Linked DNA regions of Mus musculus: regions 1, 3, 4 and 5 are each linked to region 2. Evidence: chromatin contacts called from public Hi-C, HiChIP or PLAC-seq and promoter capture Hi-C data. All regions are on one chromosome and are shown on one strand. Each heading gives the region's core, a stretch centred on a gene start, on an enhancer-like site or on the middle of the called end of the contact. The rest is flanking DNA. Distances are from core to core; before and after follow the strand shown.

Region 1 (5,023 bases), core at 428-2,927, 450 kb before region 2:
TGATAGAAGTGGGTGGAGGAAAGTGAAGATCCAGTTGCAGAGCCATTTCTCCCGTTTGGCATCCCGCCCTCCCTTCCCTTTCCTGCATGGCTGGAGTTGAACTTGAGGTCTTACCCATGGTGGGAAAGTGCTCCACCATTTGTGCCCCAGCCCAACCCTCTCCTGTTGTTTTAGAGCCTCTTCTAAGGCTGCCAAGACCCATCTTTCTCTCACAAAGAGAAATACACGAAAACAACAGCAAACAGAACAACAACAACAACCCCCCAAACCCCAAAACCAAACAAAGCAAGATGGAGAAAAAAAACTGTTTGAGATTTGCGCCAACTCGTGCTTTCTGAAATTTACATAAAATTTTTAATGACATGTTTTGTTCCGTTTGTTTTGTTTATTTTTGCAAAGACCTTTTCCAGGAAGGGTGGTGTAGCTTATCAGGCTTCCACTGGACTCAATCGATCCTCTATCTTATTTGTCAGGGAAGAGACTGCAGTTCCTTAGTGGCTCCATCCTTTGGTCATGTGCTTCTCTGACGAAGGCTGGCCCCACGCTGCACCAGCCAGCCCTGTTTGCGCTTGTCCCAGTATGTCTGCCTGCGTAGCTCAGAGGCAGTTCTGCTGATGTGCAGTGAGTGAAAGAAAAATGCTTTCTACAAACACAGCATTCCACAGTGAGGAGAGTATCTCCTAAAAGGCTTAAGAGCTCACTCAGCAGACAAACTACAAATGGCTAGACAGTGCGGATGCTCAGGAGCCTAAGAACCACAGACATCCCACGGATAGGACACAATCGTTCACCTCCGCTCCACACACATTAGACTGGGATTGCATGAATCCCTCCTCAGCTTATTCTAAGGGAAGGGAGGGCTGCTCTTTTAGCCCAGCAATCAGTGATAGACACGATGGATATTTAGTGTATGTTATGAGTGTCCGAAAGCGCCACTCCTAGAAAATGAAGACAAAATATTGGGGGAAAGAAGGTTTTATTTATTTCTAAATTCAACCAAGAAACAACCACCGTGCAACAGCTTTAAAGTGGTCTCAGAATGAGCTGTCAGTCCTCGTTTCTCATTAAGATGCATTTCAGGATGCCTCCTGTTGTTCTCGGGGCACTAATGAATCCATACTTAAAACCTGCGCCGGGAAGCATCTCTCACCACTTCGGAGACAATCGCTGTAAAAATGCACCATTCTGTGCCTTGCCTAAATGGAGCACGATTATTACCAAGCCGCACAGCCTTTTTATCTGTACCGACGCTGCAGGAAATCTCACTGTCTATGTGACCTGAATACCTACTACCTAGTGGAAAATTCCGGGAGTGCATGGCAGCCCAGAGCACCCAATAGCTACTTTGCTTGTCTGTTTCATCTCACCCCCTATCCCACCCACCCTCCCACATCCCAGTCATCACGCACAAGGGGATTCCTGAAAATTGTTTTCCAAATCACTGGGTCTCTTCACGGTGCTCTGTCATTTTTACCTACCAACATTAATTCTTAAACAGCATTATTCAACTGCTGTGGTTCATCGCTGAAGAATGTAAATACTGAAGTAATTATGAGACTGTATTTTCCAATGGTGCACCCCAAAATGGGTAACTGAGTGTCAAAGGCTGACGTCACAAAGTAGCCAAGTAAGACAGTCCTTAATAGGCTAAACCAGAGCTCACAATCCAGGACTGCAAGGACCTCTTGAATGTGCTGACTCAGAAGCAGTTGGCTGGCGGAATGTTCGGAGGGGAAGGGTGTGTTCCAGTTGCTCTCTCACCTCTCAGCAAGACTCATGGGACAGACCGTTGGAGGCCAGGACAGATAAGGTGCCATCTGCAGATTGTTGGATAACGTGTCCAATTAGGATCCTGTTCAGGATTCAAGGATGACTTAGAAAGTCACCCTCAAGCGCACCTGTCAAGAACCCGTAGGTGTGGGGCTGGAGGGATGGCTCAGCAGGTAAGAGCACTGGCTGCTCTTGCAGTTGACTAGGATTCTGCTCCCTGCACCCACCTGAGCCTCACACCTGCCTGTTTAACTCTAGATCCGGGAGATCTGATGCCCCCTTCTGGCTTTGGCAGGCACTGCATGCATGTAGTGCACACACAAACAGGTGGACAAAATATCCATACACATAAAGTAAAAATAAATACATCTTGGTTTTGGTTTTGGGGTTGGTTTTTTTTTTTTTGGTTTGTTTTTGTTTTTGTTTTTCGAGACAGGGTTTCTCTGTGTTCCCCTGGCTGTCCTGGAACTCACTCTGTAGACCAGGCTGGCCTCAAACTCAGAAATCCGCCTGCCTCTGCCTCCCAAGTGCTGGGATTAAAGGTGTGCGTCACCACTGCCCGGTGTTTTTGTTTTTGTTGTTTGTTTATTTTGTTTTTTTTTAATTAAAGAGCTTCTAGGCAACAAAAATCGTTGTTACCTATAAATCAACCAGGGCCTGCCTTGTTCCCTTTCTTCTTTGACTTCATTCCTACACACATGCTCATCCCCAAATCTTCCTCAACTCCTTTAAGTTTGAATAAACACTAACTTTAAGTGACAGCCCTGTCATAGTTTAAATGAAAAATGTCCCCCATAGTAGGGCACGCGCATGCTTGGTCTTCAGTGACTGACACCATTTGGGGAGATTTAGGAAGTGTGGCCTTGCTGGATGTGGTATGTCACTGGGAGTGGGCTTTGGAAGTAAAAATCTTCAGATATTTTCAGGCTGCTCTCTCTCTGCTTTGTGCTTGCCTTTTCGGATGTGAGCACTCAGACTTCTGTTCTCACCACCATGCCAGCATGGATTCTCACCCCTCTGGCGATAAAGCCAAAACAAAGGATGCATTCCACAAGCTGACAGTAGTCACAACAACAGAAAAGTAACTGATCCGGTCCCCCAATTACATCCTAAATTCTATCCATTATGAAATTTGTATTCCTAAAAATTATCTTCTTCATAGAATCATCGAACCTAACGGCTTTGAGTAGAAGTGTGTATCACCCAGAGTGTGGTCTCATTTGTGTGTAACTGTGGGTTTTGAAGCAGCTTAATGCCCAGTTATAGAAAATGAATGCAGTGGCTTTCCTTATTTACATAATTTGTCCTTGAAGAGGAGACTTGCTGGCTACATCACATAGGCTTGTGGGTGGAGGAGGGAATGCTGCTAGGGAAAAAAGATGGACAGAAGGGGTTGGGGTGGCTCAGTGAGACAGCCTGTGCCTCCCATGCAAGCTTTGAGGATCCAAGTTCAAATTCAAGAACTCTCAACTGGAAAGCTGAGCATGGTTGTGTGCGTGCAACCCTGGTGCTACTGGGGGTAGAGACAGGAGGATGGCTGGGGTTTGCTGCTGCCAGGCTAGCTCTACATTCAACGAGACCCCATCGCAGGGGAATCAGATAGAAAGTGGCCCAGAAAGGCATTTGATATCGTCCTCCTCTGGCCTTGATATACATGCATGGACGTGCACATCTGCACACATACAAACACATATGACACACACACACACACACACACACACACACACACACACACACACACCGAAGACATCTTCACTTATATATAGGTGGCGTCACGACAGGTGAAGAGACTCATGATCTAACAGCAGCTTTGATGCTAACATTTATGTCAGGTTGAAAACACACTGCAAGCCGGGCGTGGTGGCGCACGCCTTTAATCCCAGCACTCGGGAGGCAGAGGCAGGCGGATTTCTGAGTTCGAGGCCAGCCTGGTCTACAGAGTGAGTTCCAGGACAGCCAGGACTACACAGAGAAACCCTGTCTCGAAAAACCAAAAAAAAAAAAAAAAAAAAAAAAAACACACACTGCCAGACGCTGTAAAGGGTTCTTCTGCAGAGCTGTCATCTAGCCTCAAGCATCCGCTCAGCTGGTCCTGATGGGAGACCGTGTATTTAACAGTCGGACTTCTGAGTCTCCAAGAGACAATTCCACGAGTCTCCAAGATGTCCTCTGTGTACCACCTCATGCAACAGTGCATCTGACTCCCGACGGTTGGTTTTCTCAGAAGTCAAATAGGCAGCCGAATACCAGTTGAGAAGCAGATGGATATTTGATAGTCACCAACATATCCATTTTACACTGATGACAGCATATGGGACAGAGTGGTGACACCTCTTCCCTGATGTTCATGCTCAACTCCGCCTCCACACTCTTGAGGAGGGCCCTGAGGGCACCAATCTCCTACCTCATTCCTAAAATCATAGCTTTTCCTCAGCTATTCTAATGTAATCACTGATCACACAAGTTACCGTTTGGTCTTTGTCTTAGTTAGGGTTTTATTGTAGTGAAGAAGACACCATGACCAGAGCATCTCCTATAAAGGAAAACACTTCATTGGGATTGGCTTACAAGTCAGAGGTTTAGTCCATTATCATCGTGGAAGGGTGACGTGGGAAATGTTGGCTTCATGGGAGAATCGGTTGTGCCACGCGATGCTTTTCTGGAAGCTGCCTTACGAGAAGATGGTTTGCTGAAGCAGACACGTAAGAGGATGTTTTGCTGAGAACAGATACGTGGTGTTTTTCTGGAAGCTGCCTGGTGAGAGGTCATGTGATGTTTGGAAAGAGTGTAAGTATAACCAGCAGACAGTGGATGGGGCTCCGGCATTGGTTTGCCTTGCCATTCTTTGCTGATTATCAGTTGTCATGACTTCATATCGAGAAATGTACAAAGATCCCCTGATGGTATTCTGGCTGCTTCTTGCTGCTTCCACGAGTACAGACTCAGGCTGATCTGTCTGTGGAGCCTTGAGGTTTATGCTTTATTCTGGATTGAGTTGGTGCTATGGATTCATGTTCAGTGTTTGTCAAGTGGACTGGACTGCCACTGCTGATTTGTGTTGGTGTTTTGCTAGTGGACTGGTCTGCTGCTGCTGAAGATTGGAATAGCCCTAAAGAACTATGTCTAAACAACTCCACAACCCTATTTTCTATTAAACTTTCTTTTCCCCTACCTCTGGCGAGTGAAGAGAAGAGAGGTTGAAGCATGAAAGATCCATAATTAAAGTAGGTTTTAAAAACTCTAAGCCTACAGA
Region 2 (5,548 bases), core at 1,945-4,444:
ACCGAACAAAACAACAAAACAAAACAAAAAACAAAAAAAAAATCACCCCACAAAACTTTCCATCATCTATTCGGACAATGCACGTTAAAAAAAAAAAAAATCCAGAGCTACTGTGAGGCTACCTTTCTCTTAAGGAATAGGCTACCAGATTGTTTTCAGACTTCTTGGGTCCCAGCAAGAAATACATTTTACATCACAAAAACAGGTGTGGTAGCAAATTCCGAGGTCCGGGGTTCCAGCTGTCATCCAAACTCCAGGTGTTAAGGAAAGGGGGCAGGGAAAAGGAAAATGGATCCCGGGTTCCAGTCCAGCCCAGGCATGTTTTCGAAATTCTGGTTCAAAAATAGCCCCCTGCAAGTACATTTTACATCACAACCCCAAACGCAGCCTATTTAGTCGACACACAAGCTTCACAGCAAAGTGCTTAGTACTGCTAAGGGTGGGACGCTGCTTTCTCCCCCTTATATCCTACTCATTAAAGAAGAATGTTAAGCTGGTAGGTGCCCACTGAGTCTCAACCACATGATCTCTCTTTTGCAGTTTGAAAAATGCAGACACGTCAGCTTTGCCACATTTGGGGATACAGTTGTGTCTCCTGCCTTCTAGACACAGGACAACAGCAATAACCCAGTGGAGGTCTCAGTGGGAAAACTCTTGTGTTAGAATTTTTTTAAAAAGATTTATTTTTAGGTGTATTGGAGTTTTGCCTGTGTGTACGTCTGTGCACCGGGTGTGTGCTGTGGCCACGGCCACAGAAGACAGAAGACGGCTTTCGATTCACCCCCCACCCCCCAGATGGAGTTAAATATGGCAGTGTTAGAGTTCCAGTGTATAAATCGCTACACAAACCAGGCCGCTTTAGAAGGACGTGCCATTAATAGAGTAAGTGTGTCTGGGATAGAGTTGTGTCTCCCTGTTCACCAGGTTAGGGCACAGTAGTGAGCTGCCATGTTGCTGCTGAGAACTGAACCTGAGGCCTCTGGAAGAGCAGCCAGCGCTCTTACCCACTGAGTCATCTCTCCAGGCCTAGTAACGCGCATTTTCGATTCACTACTGGGAAGAATCAAAGTGGTGATAGAAAAATCACCTTTTTGCTTTGCATTGTTATTGTCACGTACTATTCAGTTTCTGACCATCCGGAAATTCAGATAAAGATTACAAGCCTCCAAATCTATTCCTCTCCCCTCCCCTCTCCCTTTCCCTCCCCTCTCCCCTCTCCCTCTCCTCTCCCTCTCCCTCCCCTCTCCCTCCCTCTCCCCTCTCCCTCTCCCTCTCCCTCTCCCTCTCCCTCTCCCTCTCCCTCTCCCTCTCCCTCTCCCTCTCCCTCTCCCTCTCCCTCTCCCTCTCCCTCTCCCTCTCCCTCCTCTCCTCTCCTCTCCCTTCCCCTCAGTCCTTCTCTCCCTCCCCACCTCTCTCCTTAACTATCCTGCAGTATGAACCATGGAAAAAGTCCAAAGGACAATAGGTCTAATTGTATTCCAAATTGCAGCCATAACCAATAACCTACAGAACTTCCTGAATACCTCTAACAGGGCAAGAGATTTACCTAGAATGAAAAAGTGGTTTAAGATCTTTTGAGTTTTATCAGTTGAAACCTGATAGAAAGGAATTTCCCAGGATTCCTGAGTCCACCACCAAGCGTTTCCTGACAGGAGTTTATCCGATGTTACTAGGGTGTGCAGTTGGGAGGGGGGCGGGGTAAGGTAATCAAGACTTTTTTAGCTACGATTATATGTCAGATTCCTAACCTCCCCTCTGAGGAGAGTTCGGTCTCCATGGGGAGACTGTCGATACAAGACTACAAACAAATTCGAACAATCTGAGGACTGTGCAAGACAGCACAGGTTTATGAAGTCCGGACACCACATGGTTTAGAAAACAGAACTGCAAAAGTAGGACTGAGGAGGGGAGCATTAATTATAGGCAAGCCGAAAAAAGGCGTTCCTGGCTCCTTAGGTCTAGAGTGACCACCGCCCTTGAGAGGGGCGAGGGGACGTGCAGCATTCATTCTAAGGCTATTGTTTAAGTATGGCTGACCGGACCAGAGGTTTAGGATGAAGAACACAGTGTGTAAAGGGGAAATAGGGTCCTGCCCTGTCAATCATGAACACTGACACGGGCTGAAGGTACCCCAAGACTTTCGTGCCACGGAAATAGGCAGTGTTGCAGATTTCCTCAGGAAAACATTGAAGGCAAAAAAGTGTGATCACACCCAACCCTTTCCTCTATGCCCAGCCCAATCTCTCCCACGTCCCCCAAAGGAAGAGAGCACCAGGTCAAACTCGTTTGTTTATTCTTTCATTCAACCAGCATTTCGCTCTCCTCGGGGGTCTTTGTTCAACCGAAAGGGAAGGGCCCTCGCCATTCCGGCAGCACCGAATATTCTCGTCTAGGGGTCCCCCTGAGCCGCCCGGCTCTGCAAGACCAAAAGCACCACCGAGGGATCTGGGCTGTAGAGAAAGCTCCAGGCCTACATTCCAACGAGGGCGCTCTCGCTGGAAGCCCGGGGAGACGCTAGCACCAGGGGTGGGGTGGTAGCAGGAGGGAAAGTGTCCACCAAGAGGGAACAGGGCGCCCCTGGGCGGCCTCGGAAGAACCCAGCCCGAGGTTCTTTTATTAAAGGTGTGTCTGGCTTGCTGGTCAAACGCAAACCCTCCCTAGTACGCTGTGGCACGTGCAACCCAAAAGTCTATGCCGACACGCAACTGCGAGCCGCCTCTCATTCACCACCAGGCTAGCACTGGAGAGTGAAAGCACATCTAGGTGGAAAGATCGAGAACACAAACCGGCCCTCTGGGCAGCGTGGCAGCGCCCGCCCAAGTTCTGCGGGAGAAAAAAAAAAAAAAAAACCCTTCACGTAAATCAAATCTTAAGTCACGGGCTGGGAATGGTTATGGGGGGGGGGGCTGGGAGGGTAGGGTACTGCACACTCGCCGGCTGCGTCCCCGAAACGCAGCGTTGGAGACCGGGCTGGGAGGGAATCTAAGGGATCCGGCTCCGTAATTACAGCAGCCGCGGGTGGCGGCCACCCACGGGGCTGCAGTGCCCCGAGCCGCGGGGAAGCGGGGTGCGGCTGGCCCCCCGATTCGGGGTGCGGGGCAACCGGGAGGGAGGCGGAGCCCAGGTGCTGTTGATACACAAAGGCGAACGCCCGCGCCCCGCCCACTGACGCGGCGCCCCGCCGCTATAACTCGCGCTCGGGAAGCTGCTCCACACCGCGCCACGCCGTCGCCCGCGCCGCTACCCCTCAATCTCCGCCGGAGGATCGTGATCGCCATTCCCCGCTCTTTTTTTTCATTTTTCTTTAATAATTAAAGAGGAAAAAAAAATCCACCTCTTCTGCCTGTTGTTGGATTACGGGGAAATTTTAAAAATTTTTTATTAAAAAAAATAAAAGAAAAGGACTCCGTCACTGTTACATTTTTTCCCTCGTTTTACAATTCTGGTGTGTGACCGAGACAGCCCACGGGAGACGCTGCCGTGAGGTGGGCCAGCTCGCAGGGAGAGCACCGAGGTGAGGCGGGGGAGGGGCGGCGGCGGGGACGCGGGCGGCGCCGGCGGCGGGAGCGGGGGCTTGCGGCCACCCGGCCACAGCCTCCCGTTAGGGGGAAGGGGGAATCGCGCACGGGCCGCTCGGCTGCTTGCAATCGGGTCTTGTGCCTCGAAAATAATCGTCCGGTCCGGGCGTGGGGCAAGGCGAACCGCGCGAGGGCTTGACAATCAATCGCCCCTCGGTATTGCATCAGTTCCTCCCGGGGTAGAGGAGGGGCGGGTGACCGGGTACCCGGGGCAGTCCCCGGCTTGCCGGAGGCTAGGCTCGGCGTGCGCCCTGTAAACAAGCCCCGGCTGGGGCAGGGGGACCGGGCTCAGCGCCGGGGCGGCTGGAGGGGCGCCTCGGCGGGCGCATCTTTGTTCTCGCGGCCCCGCCGTCGGTACTTTTCCGCCCCTCGCCGCGCCCCCGCCCCTCGCTCGCCTGGTACTTTTCCACTCGCCTGGCGGGGGATGAATCAGCCGCGCTGCGCCGCTCGGCGGCGTCACGTGGTACGGGGGGGGGGCGGGCGGGCGCGCGCCGCAGTCCTGACGCGCCGCCTTCTACCTTCGCAGGCAGCCTCGAGGGCCAGTGCGCCGCCAAGGACAAAAGGAAGCCCGCGCCGCGAGCGAGCCGCACACCGTCCGTCCCTCCCGAGCAGCATGAAGAAGACCGAAATGGGAAGGTTCAACATCTCCCCGGATGAGGACAGCAGCAGTTACAGCTCCAACAGTGACTTCAACTACTCATACCCCACCAAGCAGGCTGCTCTGAAAAGGTGGGAAAAAGAAATGTGCTTTGCAAATTAAAAAAAAAAAGCCAGCTTGCACACACGGGTGCCTCGGGGCTGGAGGGATTGCTCATCGGTTACAGGCTAACGCGCACACCCAGGAACCAGAAGGCTCACCCGAAGCCTCGGTCTCCCCTGGCTCACAGCCCCGGAGAGAGTAGCCTGCTAAATTACCCGGTTGTTACTGCATGACAGATGGTATTACCTTCGAGAACACCTAGTTCATGCATTAACTTAAGCAGAACTGAAGGGCTTTACATGATGTAAACTATAGTTTTCGTATCTTTCAGTTGGGTTACAACGGCCTTTTTAAAAAAAAAAAAAATTATGTGTTTGCAGCCATTATGCCGACGTGGATCCCGAAAACCAGAACTTTTTACTTGAATCAAATTTGGGGAAGAAGAAGTACGAAACAGACTTTGTAAGTTAACAGTACTGTTATGTGCTTGGCTTTATGGAGTCAAAGAATAGTGTTACTTTTAGATTTCAAATCTGACTTGCCCGAAGCTGGTTTTTCTCCTTTTAATTATTGTTATATGTTTGGTTATCGTTTCCCTCTGTGTAGCATCCAGGTACTACTTCCTTTGGAATGTCAGTATTTAATCTGAGCAATGCGATTGTGGGCAGTGGAATCCTTGGGCTTTCTTATGCCATGGCTAATACTGGAATTGCTCTTTTTATGTAAGTATGTGTAAGTGGTGCCTGCCGTGCAGGGCAGTTAATATGATAAACATATTCTTGGCTCCAGGAAAAAAAAAAAAAAAAAAAAGCAACTTGCGGTTCAAAGTAGTCGGTGTTAAAAATAATTTAAGCTTGAAAGTATGGGAAATCCGAATCTCTGTTTTACTGCTATTATTGTACGTCCTCGTGCAAGCAAGTTAGACAGAACGTGGGATAGCGCTTAAAACTGACCGGTTAAGGCCAGCCTTTCCAGAAGGTATTGTTAATTGTAAAATAGATGGGTTTTATAAGTTGACGGTCTCGCCCTAGAACCTGTGACATAAGGAAAAGAAGGTTGGAGGTGTATAAGGTGTGGTGGTATTTACCTAGCCCAGATCATATTTGTCTAAGAGCAAGTGAGTCATAATTTTCTGGATGCTAAAGAGCAAATTCACTTTTTAAAAAGTCTTTCCGGATACATAGGATTGGTGCCTGACTTCTAAGTAAGAGTCTACTAATTTTTTTTTAAGTTAGTTGGCTGAACCTCCAGAAGTCATGTTTTGGAGGGT
Region 3 (5,217 bases), core at 2,380-4,879, 260 kb before region 2:
GTTTAACTACTAGGCTAAACTGCCTGGGCAGCAATCTCCAGGGACCTGACAGTGTCTGCCTACCTCACTGGACTTATCAACAAGAGCCTGCTGTTGGCTGGCTGTGGATCAGACCCCAGTTTAGACTAGTCTTGGAGGAATAATGCCCGTGCCTCAGCCCGTGAAGTGGTAGGCAGGTGTGCACCACGGCACTTGGCTAGCTCTTCCTCACTCTGTAGGTACACATTTGCAGTGCACATTCCTTTCAACTCTGTGCTTTAGCCATGTTCCGCCAGTTAGGATGCGTCATGCTTTCCTTGTGTAAAGCTAACTCTGTGCTGATGGGCGGAGACCGTATAAAGCTACTGGTGGGGAGGAGTGGCGCTTAGTGGAAGAAGTTATTTATAGGCGGTGAAATGTATGAGTATTGCTGTAAGCTTTTGCTCTTTCTAGCAATACGTATAATTCTTTGCTTTTTTATTTGTGTCGCTATGTTGAACAACATTCCTTGTTTCCTCATACAGCCCAGCTTTCCCATCTCGTGTCCTTTTATTTCAGATTGAGGGAATCCCATCAACTCTAAGAAAAATTTAGTTTTTAATTTGTGTATCTGAGAATAAAACTGGATCTTTGCTTCTTCTGTCATAGGTGGTTTTAGTGTCACCTTGCTACAAATTAGAATCACCTGAGTAGGGAGTCCCACCCGCAGACCTGTTCTGACTACGTTGGTTGGTGTGGGAAGACTTACCTTGCTTGTGGGCTAACCTGTGCTTAGATGGACAGGGTGGGGCAGAAGGTCGCTCTCCCTCCTTTTGACCAAGTGACATTCCCTCTTTGGACTCTTGTTGCTATTGCTGCTGATGCCTCTACTGAGCGACAGTGGAACCAGCCCTCCCAACCTTCCAAGTGGACTGGAGACCAGCAGCTTCCAGATTGGGACAACTGAGGCATGTCACCTGTGCACTGAGGAACTCTGTGATGTGCCCCACTCTCCCCCACTACCTGGCCTCAAGAACCAATTAACTGCTGGATTCTCAGCTTCTCAGGTTTGATTCATTATTCTAAAGCTAACTTAATTTTGAACAGAAACACACACACACACACACACACACACACACACACACCACATGTACACACACACATGTGCACACACAAGCATGTGCGCATGCATATGAATATGTATGCACACACACAACCCATTGGATCTGTTCCTCTAGAGAACCCTCCTAATAGAGCAACCAAAACGACTTTGAAAGATAGGAAAAATATCTATACTCTACAGCCATGCTACCCAAGCTCACTGACGCTCAAAACCATCTGGGGAGGATTTGTAACTGGCAGCCATGCTGTCATCAGACAAAACCACACTGCAGGGCCCTTCTCCAAAGAAGAATGAGGCATACTAATTTGTTTTACATATGCAAATCTAGCCACTGGTCTTGGTGAGCAATAGCACATCACTTTCTCTTGAACATTGTCTGATCTGGAGCTAGCTATTTCTAATTTGCAAACCAAATGACTTCTAGACACATAAATACCCCTAGAATGTGATTCAAACCTGTGACTGTTGGGGCTGAAGAGATGGCTTGGCAGCTAAGAGCCCAATTGCTCTGCCAGAGGACCTAAGCTCAGGTCTCAGCACCCACACTAAGCAGCTCACAACTGCATGTCACTCCAGCTCAAGGGGATCTGATGCCCTCATCTGGCCTCCAGTATCACCTGCACTCAAGGGCACAAACACACTTACACCCCCCCACACACACACACACAGTCACACGCTCACACTCTCTCTCTCATACACGGCACACCCATAACTTATAGGTAATGAAATGCTTAAAGGGACCTCAAGAATGTTCTAAGTAATTATACAGAATTGTTTCTTCATAATTCAAAAGAAGATGTGCTGTCAATGCTTTTACTACCTACTGGTTAAAAATAGAAAGAGGGAGATAGAGAGCCAGGAAATGCTGGAGCGCACTGAGTGACACTGAATTATTCTTGAGGCATATTTATGAACAAAATGATACACAGTTTCAATTCTCAGGGAGAAGTCTGGTTTCAAGTATTCTTCTCACTCTGCCTTTACAGTTTGAATCAGGCGGACGATCCTGACGTTCTTTCTGAATGTCCAATATTTAAACCGTACACTGGCAACTTTCAGTTGATGTTGAAACCATAGCCACTGCTTTACTCCAAATAAACTATTTTCTACCTTGGAAGAGAACAGTAAACCTGTTTCACAGGAAAACCTGGGGATGTGTTAACAAAAGGAAGTCTCAGAGCCAAGAAGAAAACCATCTAAAAAGTCACTGAATACAGTGTCATTTTTTTTTTCTGTCTCTGAGATGTGACATTTCTGAGAAATGGTTTTAGAAAGATAAGTGTGACCAAGAATGCATCACAATGATGAGCAGCCGTTTGTGAACCTCTCTGCTTGCATTCACACGGTCCCCTGCACTCCCTCATGGTCCTCGATGCTGACCGCTCGCTGCGTTCACCTGCTGAACGTCACCACCAAATGCGTCCGGTCTGCACCTTCAACATCCATTGAGAACTGTTGGGAAAGGCCGAAGGGCAAAGAGTCTGGGATCTGTGTAAGCCTACTGTGTGCTCAGCCATTTGCCTGACATCCAAATTAGATTTCAACCAGTAACATAAGCCTATTTTAGGCCAGAGTGGATTTGGAATCATGTATCGTATTTATCTACAATTGGAAACAGATAGATACTTGTTTCACTGAAGAGATGTGTTAGGTTTCAGGAAGGGAGAGAAGGAGAGAAGCTCCTGTTGTTTGTTTGTTTGTTTGTTTGTTTTGCCATTTCATTATTTCGCTATGAAATGTTTTACGAAAGTGTAATGAAACAATTGTTTGATACTTAGCACTTGACTTGTCTCTTGTCACAATTGTTTACACACACACACACACACACACACACACACACACCAGCACACACTGGCACACAGACACACTCCGTATACCATCTCTGTCTTCTCCTCTCACCCCCTCACCTCTCCTTATGTTTAGAGTTGGGAGTTTACTTCTAAGGCGCCAGTCGTTCTTATTTAGTAATGCATACTGTTAATTGCCAGTCTTCAGTTCTTATCTGAATCTCTCCAACTTTCCCAACAGTATCCTTCATAGAGTTTTTGTTTGCTTGCTTGTTTTTGTAATTCAAGATCTATTCTAGAATTCTTCTGGAACCTGGTTTTCATGTATCCTCAACTTCCTTAGTGGGAAATGAGTCTGTAGCATTTGTCTTTTATGACAATTAGAGAGTTAGAGCCCTACCTTTTTCTTTTCTTTTTTTAAGAAATGGGAAATATAAAAATGTTTGGCTGCACCTGGTAAAGTTCTAATATTGATCGACTCAACACTAAATCTTTTTATTTAATATTATGAAGTATTTTGTGCGCCTATGATCTCACATGTAGAACATAAACAGAATCAAACAAAAAGAATGTTTAGAAGCTTGTTTTATTTATCATTTTCTAAGTACAAAGGTTTTTCTAAAGAATTGGATTTACAAAGGGCTCTTCATAAGATTAAATTGATTGGTGTTTTCTCTGTTGCCTGGAGACCAAACTTATTGATCTAGGCTTCATTACTTTATAACTAATGTGAAGGGGAAGGAAACAAAGAACAGGAACGGAATAGACTATACAAGCTTGTGGAGATTAACAGGTCGGTTGTTGTCTGATATGTTCAGAGAGAACTGCACTAGGCTACGAAAACCGGAAATGTCACCTTGCCCTTTGAAATGTTTTAAAGAAGCCAAAGTAGAGTTAAAGTATTAATCCGCTTAACAAATGCCGAACAGGTGAGTGAGAGAACAAGGAAGCCTTAGGAGAGTGGGGGCAAGCCAAGGGCTCAGAACAAAAGCCCAGTATCTTCAGTGACCCATTAATGTCCCAGTCTGCATCCTTATCTTAGAGGCCATGTAACTGTGGGAGGCAATTTCTATACACAGGTGACCTTCTCTTTAGGTCTGGTGCTCTTGGAGGTAGAAAGGGCAGAGACAGGAAATGCCAACACCCCAGGAATGATGAGGGAGCTAGAGGCTGACAGCGCCAGAGTTAGGAAAGTCTGCCTGACAGAAGCTGGTAACTCAGTTGTTGTGGTTTCTTACTGATTGTAACTTAGGGAAAAACCTCATCATTGCAATGATTCATGGATTGAGTCATTTAAAAATATGTGGAAAAATGTATACAGACGGTTTGTGACAAATTTAGAAAGGTTAACAGACCACGTGTAGAGATAGATAGATAGATAGATAGATAGATAGATAGATACATACATACATACATACATACATACATACATACATAGAAAGATAGATACATAGAAAGATACATAGATAGATACATAGTTGGATAGATATATAGATACATAGAAACATAGGTAGATACATAAATACATAGTTGGATAAATAGATACATAGTTAAATACATACATAGAAACATAGAGATATATAGATATATAGTTGGATAGATATATAGTTGGATAGATAGTTAGTTAGTTAGATAGATAGATAGATAGATAGATAGATAGATAGATGATACATACATAGGTTCATAGATAGGTACATAATACATAGATAAGTAAGAGATACATTGACATAGTTCATATATTCATATACATGACAGAGGGAGTCTCTGGATACTTACAAACATATTTTTGTCCTCCTAGGGAAGAGAAAGAATAGTTGAAGACTAAAACAGGCTGTGGTAGGGTTGCCAAGCTTCAAAGAAAACAGAAGGGTTGGGCAATGCCAGTGCACTAAGATAACCTTATTAGGGCCCTTGGGAAGACTACTAGAATAAAACTACCTGAAGTGCAAAATTAAAGTGTTACTCTCCTTTGATCGTTATTGGCTCTTGTTAATGGCCAGGCATCTCAACTCTTCTTGCTTTAATTCACCCTTAACTTCTTTTTTTTCTCTCTTATACCATACTGTATGTATGTTTATACAAAACCTTATTCACATTTACCATACCATGTGACCTCAGCACACTCGTACTACTGGGTGTGTCATCCATCGGTCCCTACTGGATGCCGTCACTAAGAACACATGTTGGGCAATACCGCCCCACCTTGTCTGATGGTTTGATGGTTTGGGCTTTGCAAGTCCAAACCTAAAGAATCCAAACACTACCCATGAGATTCTTCTTCCAGAACACGGACATTTGACTAAATACGTTTGGGAAAGGGGTGGGATTCATACTGTTGTTTTAAATTAG
Region 4 (5,157 bases), core at 1,904-4,403, 400 kb before region 2:
TTTTTAAAAAAGAATGTTTGGGGTGGGGGGCACATGTCACAGCTTGGTCAGTGGACACCTTTGTGGCCTCGCTTCTCTCTTACCAGCCCCTGCTTCCTTTATTCTACACTTCTAAAACTTACACAAGCATTCACCTAGATTTTTAAAAAGTCTTTCTTAGAACCTATCTGTTGCCTGTAGCTTTCCCCTACCCTGCCTTAGTTCTGGGAACAGGCCATGGTACCAGCCCCCACCCAGCTTCCCTTGACTCCACGGATAAAAGACACAGACACTCCGTTGTTTATTTTCAACTTGCCTTCTTGGCACAATTGCTGGGTGCAGCTATCTCCAGGCTGGAAAAGTGTGCTCTTGCTGATATTCTTATCTCTGCTCCTCCCACCTGCCCTAACCTTAGTCACTCAGTTAAATCTAGTCCCTGCTCAACATCCCTGACCATCTACCCATAGAAGCAGCTGTGGGTCTCACATGGCCGGTCAGCTTTTCCTCATCAGAGGCATGGTGAACTCTCCTCCCCTCTCTTGCATCTGTTCTTTTTTCTCTCTCCAGGGACCTGGAAGTTCTGCCTATTCCTTCCATGTAACAATTGGCCCATGGCTTTCTTTACTGACAGATCAATAACTAATCTTGGGAAATAGGACCTTAGTATCAGAAATGCCCCTACACCTAACAGGAACTTTTCTCTACTCAATAGTTTCTGTTCTTATTTCTCAATTATTTTTTTCTTCTGTTCATCTGCTTCCTTCTTGTTAGGCACATGTTGGACCTTGTGAACATGTCCTCCTTGTGTCTTATTATGTGTGCGTGTGTATGCATGCATGCACACGTATGTGTCCTGTTCATGTGTGAGTGCAGGTGTGCACATGCCACAGTGCCCACGTAGAGGTCAGAGGACAGTCATAGCTTTCTTGGTCTTCAATTTCCACCTTGTTTGAGACTGAGTCTCTTGTTCACCAATGCATATGCCAGAATAGCTGGCCTCTGGGCCCCTGGGGATTCCCTGCCTTCCAATACCGTATTACCATAGGAATACTGGGATTGTAGATATGAGCTCTTGCATCCAGCTTTCCTTGGTGTCTGGAGGCCTGAACTCCAGTCTTTGTCACTGAGTTGTCCTCTCAGTTCCTTGGAAGCAGAATACTCCTCCTGAGGCAAATCTCTTGGGTCAGATTCCCTGGGTTTGAATGTCAGCAGGGCTCTCATCAGCTGTATCATGTTGGCATTTCAGAAAACTATTTTTCCAAATATACATTGCTAGTTAGTTCTCTGTTGGAGGGCTCATGTTAGGATTGCACAACAGCTACAGTTGTATACACCCCAGTTAGTCAGGAGTCTGGGGTGGAGTGTAGAGGAAGCTCAGCATTTGAGGTTGCCCCAGGCAGCTTGCGGCTCCATAGTAAAAATGTATAAACGGGAATAAGTTGTATGGAACGTGCTTAGAACAGCCTGGTAATACTCTCATAATTGCCCATATTTCCTTCTCTATGGGCTCTTCATACATTGTTCTATGAGTCAATTCCTGGAATCATTTTGTCTGGTTGTCCAATTCATATTCAGCAAACTCATAATTTAATTATAATTCCCATGCAAAAATTAAATTATTACATGGGAAACTATATCCAGCAGCAAGTCTTTTCTTATTTATTGATTGCTCTGTTTTCATTGAAATTGGAAACTCTGGGTTTTTTTTTATATCAATTCTAACATTTTATTTGTTTATTTTGTATGTGTATGTATGTGGGGCATGTGCGTGGGCGTCAGAGGATAACTGGTGGGAGCTGGTTATCTTTTCCCACTATTTACATCCTAGGGATTGAACTCAGGTCATAGGGGCTTGCATGTCAGGAAGCACTTTTACTCTTTGAACCATGTTGCTGACTCCTGGTGTGTGTGTGTGTGTGTGTGTGTGTGTGTGTGTGTGTGTGTTAGTATGACTGTGCACACAGACAGGCATGTACATGGGTACACAGGCATATGAGCCTAGAACTCAGCATGGGGAGTCTTCACCTTGACTTTTTGAGAGAAGGTCTCTCACGGAGTCCTAAGCACATGCATTTGGCTGTGCAGGCTGTCCAATGGGTGTCATAGATTCGCCTGTCTCCACAAATGCTGGTATTACGAGCATAGGCTGCCATGGCTGGTTTTGTTTTTTTCCCTATAGTTTCTGGCAATCCAAATTCAGATCCGCAGGCTTGTGTGGCACGGCCTCCTCCAGACCTCATCCCCAGCCCACGGTTTTATCTTTATGGTGGCCATGAGCAATCAGGACCCTAGTTTATCTTCTTATTCTAACTCTATATTCCAGAAGACTCGGGTCCTACTGATCAAAGTAGTCAGAACTTTTGTTGTGTCCTCTGAGGCAGATGACAATAATTTTGTTCTCCTTCACGTTTTGTTTTCTGTTATCTACAGAGCTGCCAGACATGAGCTCGAGTGTCTTGGTGACTTGGATGCTTTCCAGGCGCAAGTATCATTTTTCAGACCATAAAAGGCGCCTAAGAGCTTTTGGCAACCAGGGTCGAGCTGACTCAGCCTCCTAAGGGCTAACTTTATGCTGTCGGAAGCAACGAGAAAAGAGACTGCAAGAAAGCAGAGGGACTGCGGTGGATCACGACTTTCAGGCACACTGTGCTGAGACAGAGAACTCATCTGCAGTGTGGAGAGAAAGGAACTGGTTTGTGTTCCCATGCATGCCAGGCCTGTCACGCTTGTCATTGTCCCTTCTTAAATTGCCCACTTCAGGCAGGCACTTTAACCCACATTGCCTATAGGAAGACTGAGGCTTAATACATTTAGGCAACTTCACCAAATAGAAAAATGGTGGCATTTGGAAGGTCAAACCGAAGACTACTCTATCCCGACACCCAGGTTCATCCCTATGTTTGAAGTATCTCTTTACAAGGTCAGAAGTTGGTGAGAAACTTCAGATCTCGAAAAACTATCAACAAAGAGAAAAAATTTTGAGGTTTGTCAATCTCCCATTAATGTGTTGAACACGGTATAATTTTGTGTTGAAATATATTACACTGGTTATGTATTTTACTGGCAGATTTGTGGGCAGAACAAATAAGTAGATGTCTTCTGGTTTTACATGAACTTGAGTAGCTGCAGGGACAAGCCAGGCTTGGGCTGGTCCCCTGCCAATCCTCACCCTGTCCCATAAATAGAGCAGCAGCGATGTGCTGTCTGCCTGTGGTTGGTACTAAACACACTTGTGTGCACACCCTGAGCTTACTGCTTCTCTCACTGTTGACAGCCCCATCTCACATCATAGCTAGGAATAGGAGAAGGCCAAGAAACCAAACACTGCTCTCGCATTCCCGAACCCTCACAAGAACAGAGTGGACTTCAACAGGCAACTCAACGTCAGTTATGGAGCAGGAGAGTTCCGTGTGCGAGGGAACTGCTCAAAAGATGGCTTCCGCTCTGGGCCTAGGTCAGAGACTCTTGAAAGCCAGGAACGTGGCTTTCTTGTCTGAATTCCTCCCTGGACCACGGTGTTGGGTCATTTATGAACATACAATAGGTACTGCTCAATCCCACTGACCGTCCCTTAATGCCAATCATGGGCTTTCTTCCTTGTGTGCTTTCTGATGGATCCTTTGGTTAATCAGGGCAGCCCTGCTGTGTAGGAGCTAACAGATCTGGCCATCTGAGTTTGCAGGTGAGGTCCTTGATCAAGGCTAATGACCACTCCCTCACAGAAGCTACACTTCAGCCTTCCCTTTGCCACATCCTGTTGCTAATTGAAATACACCTGGGAGGGCCCTTCTGTCTGCTGACAGAGAATACAAACATCCTGTCTCCCTCACATCCTCTCCTGTTCTCTCCCTCTGATCCACTCATCCTCAAACTTCAACATGCATGGGATGAAGCTTCATAAAGCTTTAAGTATGATGTGCCCGTTGAGAAATAGGTGGCTGGGGCCCCACCCTGAGGACACCCCTATCATTCATTTCCAGGATGGAGCTGGAGGCCTATGTTCCTTACCCTCACCTCTGTGGTGCCTAAACAAAGGGTAACATTCTTCAAAGACTTGGCTTTGCCAGCAAAGACACCCAGGGCTTTGTAAGAAAAACAGACACAAACCTAGGCGCCCTGGAATGAGGCCCTGATTTAGAGCTTCTCAATGGCTCCTAGGCTAATCAGCAGCAGCATCTTAGGACCTGATGAGCTGTGACTCTCAGGCCCCACTGAGGCTCCAGCAGGAGGCTGCTAATGGAGCCCCCAGAAGGCCCCAGTAATAAAATGCAGGAACCATTGCTTCAGGCCTATGCTCACACAACAGAGAGACACCTCCCCCCCAAACACACACACACAACAACAACAACAACAACAACTGAACCATCTTAGATCACAGCAACAATAAGAAAGAGCAGAGAAATAGCAGAGGCGGAGTCTGTGTCTACCTTACCCAGGGTGTGTAAGTTCCTAGCCCTATACAGTCTTATCACCCAGGCATCTCCGTGTCCACAGCACCAGCCAGGTCCCCACACTATACAGATCCTTCAATTTGTCCTTTACAGAGTCACCCATCTTCCCTCTCCCAGGGCCACCCTCTTCTCATCTGCACCAGCAGCACTGACTGCTAACCTGCTTTCCAGTTCTAAAAACTTTGTCATCTGGAAAACGTTGCACAGTGGGATAGGGAGATGGTGAACTCAGAGGGTAAAGTGCCCCCTGCAGCAGCATGGCGACCTAAGTGCAGATCCCCAGGGCGGGAGCCAGAGCCTGGTGTAGCAGCGAGTAGTAAACAATGTTACAACTATGGGAGTGAAGTGGTGTAGCAGCAAGTAGTAACTATTGTTACAATAGTTATAATATTTACAATGTTACAACTATGGGAGTGAGGTGGTGTAGCAGCAAGTAGTAACTATTGTTACAATAGTTATAATATTTACAATAGTTACAACTATGGGAGTGAGGTGGGACTAGGTCACCCTGGGCCTACCACTTCTGCATTGTATCCCTGGCCCTTCTGGCCAGTTCTAATTTGATTATTTTGTCAATGGCTTTAGTCTACCTTTTGAAATTTCACCATAGATCCTTAACACTAATCTGTTGGATCTGGGGCTTACAAATGTTTCCTCCTAGTCTGTGGCTTTCATTCTGATGATATTCAATTTATTGATGGTTCTCCTTTGTAGAAAAATGATACCT
Region 5 (4,787 bases), core at 1,680-4,179, 300 kb before region 2:
CCAAATACTATACTAAATTGCGTTTATATATAAAATATTTATATAATACAATAGTATATAGAATATTTTATATATATATATAAATCTCCACAATATGCATTAAACATTCTGTCAGTTCTGTCAGGCATCAGGCATCTTAACAGTTAACATCATTTACTTCTTCAAGAAAGTGTAGGGAGATGATTCTAATCAAATACAAGTGTGTTATCATATTTGCACACTGGTCAAGGTCTCTCGCACCCTAGTCACAAGGAGTCAATACAAATAGGCATTTTTAACAAATGCCTACAGCCGTCTTTTGAGTTCTGTCAACAAGTGGGTACTGCAAGACATGCAAAGCTTTGGAAAACATATCAGTTATTTTAAGATGGAAAAAGAAACATACATATAGTACACACACACATTGGAATTTCAAAAATTGACTGCAAAGTTGTAAATAAATGTAGTTCTTCCTCCTCCTGGAATCTCCATTTTTAAAAAAAAAAACTGATTTGGTAATCTATTTTTTTAAAACTGATTTGGTAAGTTAAATTGAGTGCATGGCAAATTGGAAGGAAATGACTCGGGAAGAGCCGCCATTGCTCAGGAGTCTTTTCCCTCGGGTTAATATTTGACTGTTAACCAAGCACTTGCTCTTGACTTGGTATTACCTTCCCACTGGTTATACGTTAAAGTCAAAATCAATGCCACTGAATGTGTTTGCACCCTTTGTCTCATCTGGAGAGTAACAGCAGGGAAACCAACTACACGGGATTCCTCTGAATCCATGTACCAGTTGCATCTTGGTTTCATATGTATCTATGTATGTTTGGGTCTGGAATTCTGAATGGCTGTCTTCAAAGAAGGCATCAGACAGACCTTAGAGTAAAATGGCCGAGGGATCCAGTTTTAAAAAAAATCACATCGATTCATCCTTGCATGTTTGTCTAATGATTTTTGTAAGATAAACAACCTTTAAAACCTCCAAGGGCCTGAGTTTGGATCCCCAGCCCCTGTGTAAAAGCTGGGTATGGAGGCATGAGTCGGAAACTCCAGTGCCAGGACTGGGGAAACAGACCCAGCCCAGGGTCTTGCTGGCTGACAGCCCAGTCTAGCCAAAATGCAAAGCTCCAGGTCCAGTGAGAGACCCTGCCTCAAAAGTAGGACAAAAAAGTGATTGAGGAAAACATCTCAACATCAGCCTCTGGCCTCCACATCACACACACACACACACACACACACACACACATGCGCAAATGCACGTGAGCACACAGAGTTGCAGTCCTAAAAATTCCACGCTGAGTACAAAGAAGCTGCATAAGGATTAGCTGGACAGACAGACAGACAGACAGACAGATTGGAGGACAGTGGTGGTGTGGGCAGAAGCTGGTGGGGAGGGCTTGGGCTTTTCACCCCCTTAACAGGAACACGTCGTCCTGGTTTGTTCTGCTTCTTCATAGCAGATATAAATTTATTAACGATGCAAACTATCCCAAGAAGCTTCCTAGCAGCTCTTCACCCTACACTACAGCTTTCTGAGCTGTCTGAAGGCCCAGGCCGGCCTGGGCCTCTTCCTGTTACTGCTACACGCTTCTGTGAGGAGCTGGTGCTGACTCAGCAATCTCCCCCACCCCCACCCCCACCCCCACCCCCGAACTCTTCATCTTTCAGGGGACGTTGAAGACGAGCTGCTGCATGCTTACAGCAAGGTCTACACATTTGATACGGCTCTTCTCATGGTGCGCCTGGCAGTCCTGGTGGCAGTGACACTGACCGTGCCCATCGTGCTGTTCCCGGTAAGTACATGGAGTTCTGAAGAATTGGGGCAATGTTCTGACTCGGTGTGAACTTAGGTTTCTATGTGCTTGCAGTTCTGGGTCCGGGCCCATTATTATTTTCTCATAGAATGTAGGACAACTTAAGGTTGACCAGATAGATAGATAGATAGATAGATAGATAGATAGATAGATAGCAGTGTTACTGCTTTTAAAGTATGAGAAAAATACATGAATTCAAATTTATTTTTTTTATTTATTTTGTGTTTGGTTGGGTGTTTTGTTTTGTTTTGTTTTTATGTATATGAGTACACGGTAGCTGTACAGATGGTTGTGAGTTATCGTGTGATTGCTGGGAATTGAATTCAGGACCTCTGCTCGCTCCAGCCATGCTCTCTCTGGCCCAAAGATTTATTTATTATATATGTAAGAACACTGTAGCTCTCTTTAGATGTGCCAGAAGAAGGTGTCACAGTTCATTTTCTTTCTTTCTTTCTTTCTTTCTTTCTTTCTTTCTTTCTTTCTTTCTTTCTTTCTTTCTTTCTTTCTTTCTTCCTTCCTTCCTTCCTTCCTTCCTTCCTTCCTTTTTTTCTTTTCCTTCTTCCTTTTTTTTTCAAGACAGGGTTTCTCTGTGTAGCTCTGGCTGTCCTGGAACTCACTCTGTAGACCAGTCTGGCCTTGAACTTAGAAACCCTCCTGCCTCTGCCTCCCAAGTGCTGGGATTAAAGGTGTGCGGATGGTTTTGAGCCACTGTGTGGTTGCTGAGATTTGAACTCTGAGCCATCTCTCCAGCCCCATGAATTCAAATCTAAAAAACAAAACAAAAACAACAACAACAACAACAAAAAACCCCAGAGCTTGGGCTGTTATCTATAAACTAATAAAATATATAGAAGTGCTTATGACTCTGGAAATGAGAGAGCCAAAGCCATATAAACTTTAAAGATCACACTGCGTCTTGCTTTGATGGTATTTCAGTTTGTGCCTCGGTTTGTGCTGATGCCGCATCTGCAGGTCAGATTATTGACTCTGGCATCTTGATGGGTGATGGGAAGGAGACCCATTAGATAACATATTGGAAGAGATTGTTTTCTGACCTCTCCCCCAAAGTGGACACGTGCCTTCTGGCATTTGGGATCCCTGCTTCTTGGCTTAATCAGGGTATCGCTTTGTCCTGGGTTCACAGCATTGGGCTGGTGAGGGTGTGAGCCGCACCCAGGGACAAACACAGGTTTTCACCTCCCTGCCAACTCTGTCCCTTTTGTAAACATTCAGTTTACTCATCCATTTTAGCGATGTAAAAATAAGCGACTCAGTAGCCAGCCTTGCTGTGTACAAAATGTTCTGCACAGGACTCGGCATCAGCGAGCCACTTAAATAATGTGCCGTGGTCACTTTAAGTGCAGCTTGTGTGCTGAAAGTGTATTTTGGCACATTCCTTTTCCATGAGCACATGAAACCAAATCCCTGCCACTATCGTGGCTAGCACTTGACACTTAAATAACGCCTGGCCTCTAATATATCAGAGAGCATTCTGCAGGTCATATGTGGAACTTCAGCTTCAAAAGAACTCAGACTTGAGAGGGAAGTTTTGACGTACCAGAGACACCTGCATTGTTGTTTAATTATCTTGTGCAAGGGAATCTGTTACATACTTCTACTTAGCTTTACACAGAGGCCCTTAATACAGTGTTTTTGAGCCATGGTCTCCAGAGATTGATGGATGTGGCTGTGGTCATTTGTCTAGCAGATAACTGGTGAGCTAATGCTAGGCTTGATGCCAGAATGGGGAGTTCTAGCTAGCCTCGAAAGATATTACATCTTGAAAATCCAAACCTCCCTGAGAAACTCTTACCTTGTGTAAGAGCAAATGTCCCGGGCTAGATCTGATCGTCGGGAACTATAGTTGTTTGTCAGTGTGGGATGCTGTTAGGATCCAAATTGGGCATAAGAACCAACATCCAGAAAATAACTAATGCCCACCCTTTCCTGTGTAGTCTCACTTTCTGTTAGCAGTATAACATTGTGCACAACATGGTCTTTCACTGCCAATTACAGGTAAATGTTACCAGTCTCTGACAGAATAGTGGCCGCACAGAGGATGAACCGGCAGTGTTGGATATGAAAAATGGGATTTTTTTTTTTAATGAATCTTGCCTTTCCTGGAATGTATCAACTGATTTTCTGGTTTATTCATGTGCCATTAACCCCATGGGAACATGGATCTGGGCGAGCAAATCAAATGGCCGTGACAGTGACAGAGAAAGAGGAGTGGTGCCTGCCTTGTCCCAAACAATTTCTAAAAGGCCAAATTCTGATATGATTTTGACAGGGTTGTGTTGCATGTAGTTTTAAAACCATGCTACCGCCTTTGCCCCGGAGCTGCGACTGCGCTCTGGCACCTCCTGGCTTACTTTTTTCCTCCCTGCTTAGGTCTGCCAAGCCGCCAACACTGTCCTGGCTCCTCTCTATCCTCCAGGAGTCAACAGCTCCACTAGCCCACTCCTGTGACCCTTTCCCCAGGAGGGATCTTGTTACCAGCCCCACCAGAGACCTTTGAATCTGTGGATGAAAAAACACACATTCAGCTAGTCACTTTACAGCTTGCCTCTCATGGAGCAATCGCTGGGCACTGAATCTCCTGCCTGGAAAAACATGCCCTCATCAATTCATTATACCCCGTCTCTCCGCCACATCCTTGGCCACCCGCTCCTAGCGGAGGCCGCTGTCCCTAGCGTCCTCAAGACCTTACATGACTGCAGGGTCCCTTTTCCTCCAAGGCATGACAGAAAAGCTCCCTCTCTTTCCCTGCATCTGCCTTTGCCGCGTAGGACTCGGAAGTCCCACCTGTACCTTCTGCTCATCAATTGGCTCTCAGCCTTCTTTGTTGACAAAATCATGAACCAATCAGAGAACCAGACCTTCGTATCAGCACCTCCCCCTACAGAGTTGTTACGGATAGTGTTTTTATTTGCTTCTTGTAACTTGAGGGCAGGACTTCTGTGAATCAAATACAGGGTGTGGCTCTCCTGG

The links. Promoter capture Hi-C pulls out the DNA fragments that hold promoters and counts their contacts. Hi-C and Micro-C count contacts between places; a contact is called where the count stands out from the background. HiChIP or PLAC-seq counts read pairs in DNA pulled down with a chosen protein or histone mark.
Region 1: a contact with region 2 is called in an H3K4me3 HiChIP or PLAC-seq map of embryonic basal ganglia, with 4 times the contacts expected there. The contact joins the enhancer-like site here to the promoter of Slc38a2 in region 2. A contact is called at or near these places in 2 of 39 promoter capture datasets (the 3T3-L1 cell line and embryonic stem cells), 2 of 484 Hi-C or Micro-C datasets (embryonic stem cells and liver), 9 of 115 datasets of contacts at active chromatin or transcription factors (VIP interneurons, acute myeloid leukemia, craniofacial prominence and 6 more) and 1 of 9 other capture datasets (embryonic stem cells).
Region 3: a promoter capture Hi-C map of liver shows a contact between it and region 2, with 5 times the contacts expected there. The contact joins the enhancer-like site here to the promoter of Slc38a2 in region 2. A contact is called at or near these places in 9 of 39 promoter capture datasets (the C10 cell line, the HPC-7 cell line, cranial neural crest and 5 more), 15 of 484 Hi-C or Micro-C datasets (the 3T3-L1 cell line, B cells, the G1E-ER4 cell line and 11 more), 14 of 115 datasets of contacts at active chromatin or transcription factors (bone marrow-derived macrophages, cardiomyocytes, craniofacial prominence and 10 more) and 3 of 9 other capture datasets (adipose tissue, liver and pancreatic islet).
Region 4: a contact with region 2 is called in a Hi-C map of Sertoli cells, with 2.6 times the contacts expected there. The contact joins the enhancer-like site here to the promoter of Slc38a2 in region 2. A contact is called at or near these places in 1 of 39 promoter capture datasets (cranial neural crest), 1 of 15 datasets of contacts at CTCF or cohesin (the NIH/3T3 cell line), 2 of 484 Hi-C or Micro-C datasets (Sertoli cells and nephron progenitors), 1 of 115 datasets of contacts at active chromatin or transcription factors (heart atrium) and 1 of 9 other capture datasets (adipose tissue).
Region 5: a contact with region 2 is called in an H3K27ac HiChIP or PLAC-seq map of cardiomyocytes, with 4 times the contacts expected there. The contact joins the enhancer-like site here to the promoter of Slc38a2 in region 2. A contact is called at or near these places in 2 of 39 promoter capture datasets (the 3T3-L1 cell line and 3T3-L1-derived adipocytes), 1 of 15 datasets of contacts at CTCF or cohesin (the NIH/3T3 cell line), 1 of 484 Hi-C or Micro-C datasets (nephron progenitors) and 1 of 115 datasets of contacts at active chromatin or transcription factors (cardiomyocytes).

Annotation. Positions count from the first base shown.
Region 1 is chr15:97,148,210-97,153,232 of GRCm38.p6, reverse strand. No RefSeq gene overlaps it. Among named protein-coding and RNA genes, the nearest start is that of Gm33149, 12 kb to the left of the region's middle. Within about 2 kb of position 1,677, at least 35 of the 459 cell types and tissues checked have an H3K27ac peak or open chromatin away from gene starts, as enhancers often do. A contact at or near this core is called in VIP interneurons, embryonic basal ganglia and embryonic forebrain, where this site is marked.
Region 2 is chr15:96,697,374-96,702,921 of GRCm38.p6, reverse strand. It overlaps Slc38a2 (solute carrier family 38, member 2), which reads left to right and starts at 3,194. Exons shown (of 16, transcript NM_175121.4): 1 at 3,194-3,514; 2 at 4,105-4,307; 3 at 4,659-4,740; 4 at 4,885-5,000. The coding sequence starts at 4,192.
Region 3 is chr15:96,955,618-96,960,834 of GRCm38.p6, reverse strand. No RefSeq gene overlaps it. Among named protein-coding and RNA genes, the nearest start is that of Gm32840, 86 kb to the left of the region's middle. Within about 2 kb of position 3,629, at least 7 of the 459 cell types and tissues checked have an H3K27ac peak or open chromatin away from gene starts, as enhancers often do. A contact at or near this core is called in liver, where this site is marked.
Region 4 is chr15:97,100,392-97,105,548 of GRCm38.p6, reverse strand. All of the region lies in intron 3 of Gm32840 (a long non-coding RNA gene), which reads right to left. Gm32733 (a long non-coding RNA gene) reads left to right here. Exons shown (of 4, transcript XR_384402.2): 4 at 2,410-3,024. Among named protein-coding and RNA genes, the nearest start is that of Gm32733, 4.8 kb to the left of the region's middle. Within about 2 kb of position 3,153, at least 58 of the 459 cell types and tissues checked have an H3K27ac peak or open chromatin away from gene starts, as enhancers often do. A contact at or near this core is called in heart atrium, where this site is marked.
Region 5 is chr15:97,002,808-97,007,594 of GRCm38.p6, reverse strand. Slc38a4 (solute carrier family 38, member 4) reads left to right here. Exons shown (of 16, transcript NM_027052.3): 13 at 1,651-1,775. Among named protein-coding and RNA genes, the nearest start is that of Gm32840, 39 kb to the left of the region's middle. Within about 2 kb of position 2,929, at least 70 of the 459 cell types and tissues checked have an H3K27ac peak or open chromatin away from gene starts, as enhancers often do. A contact at or near this core is called in the NIH/3T3 cell line and cardiomyocytes, where this site is marked.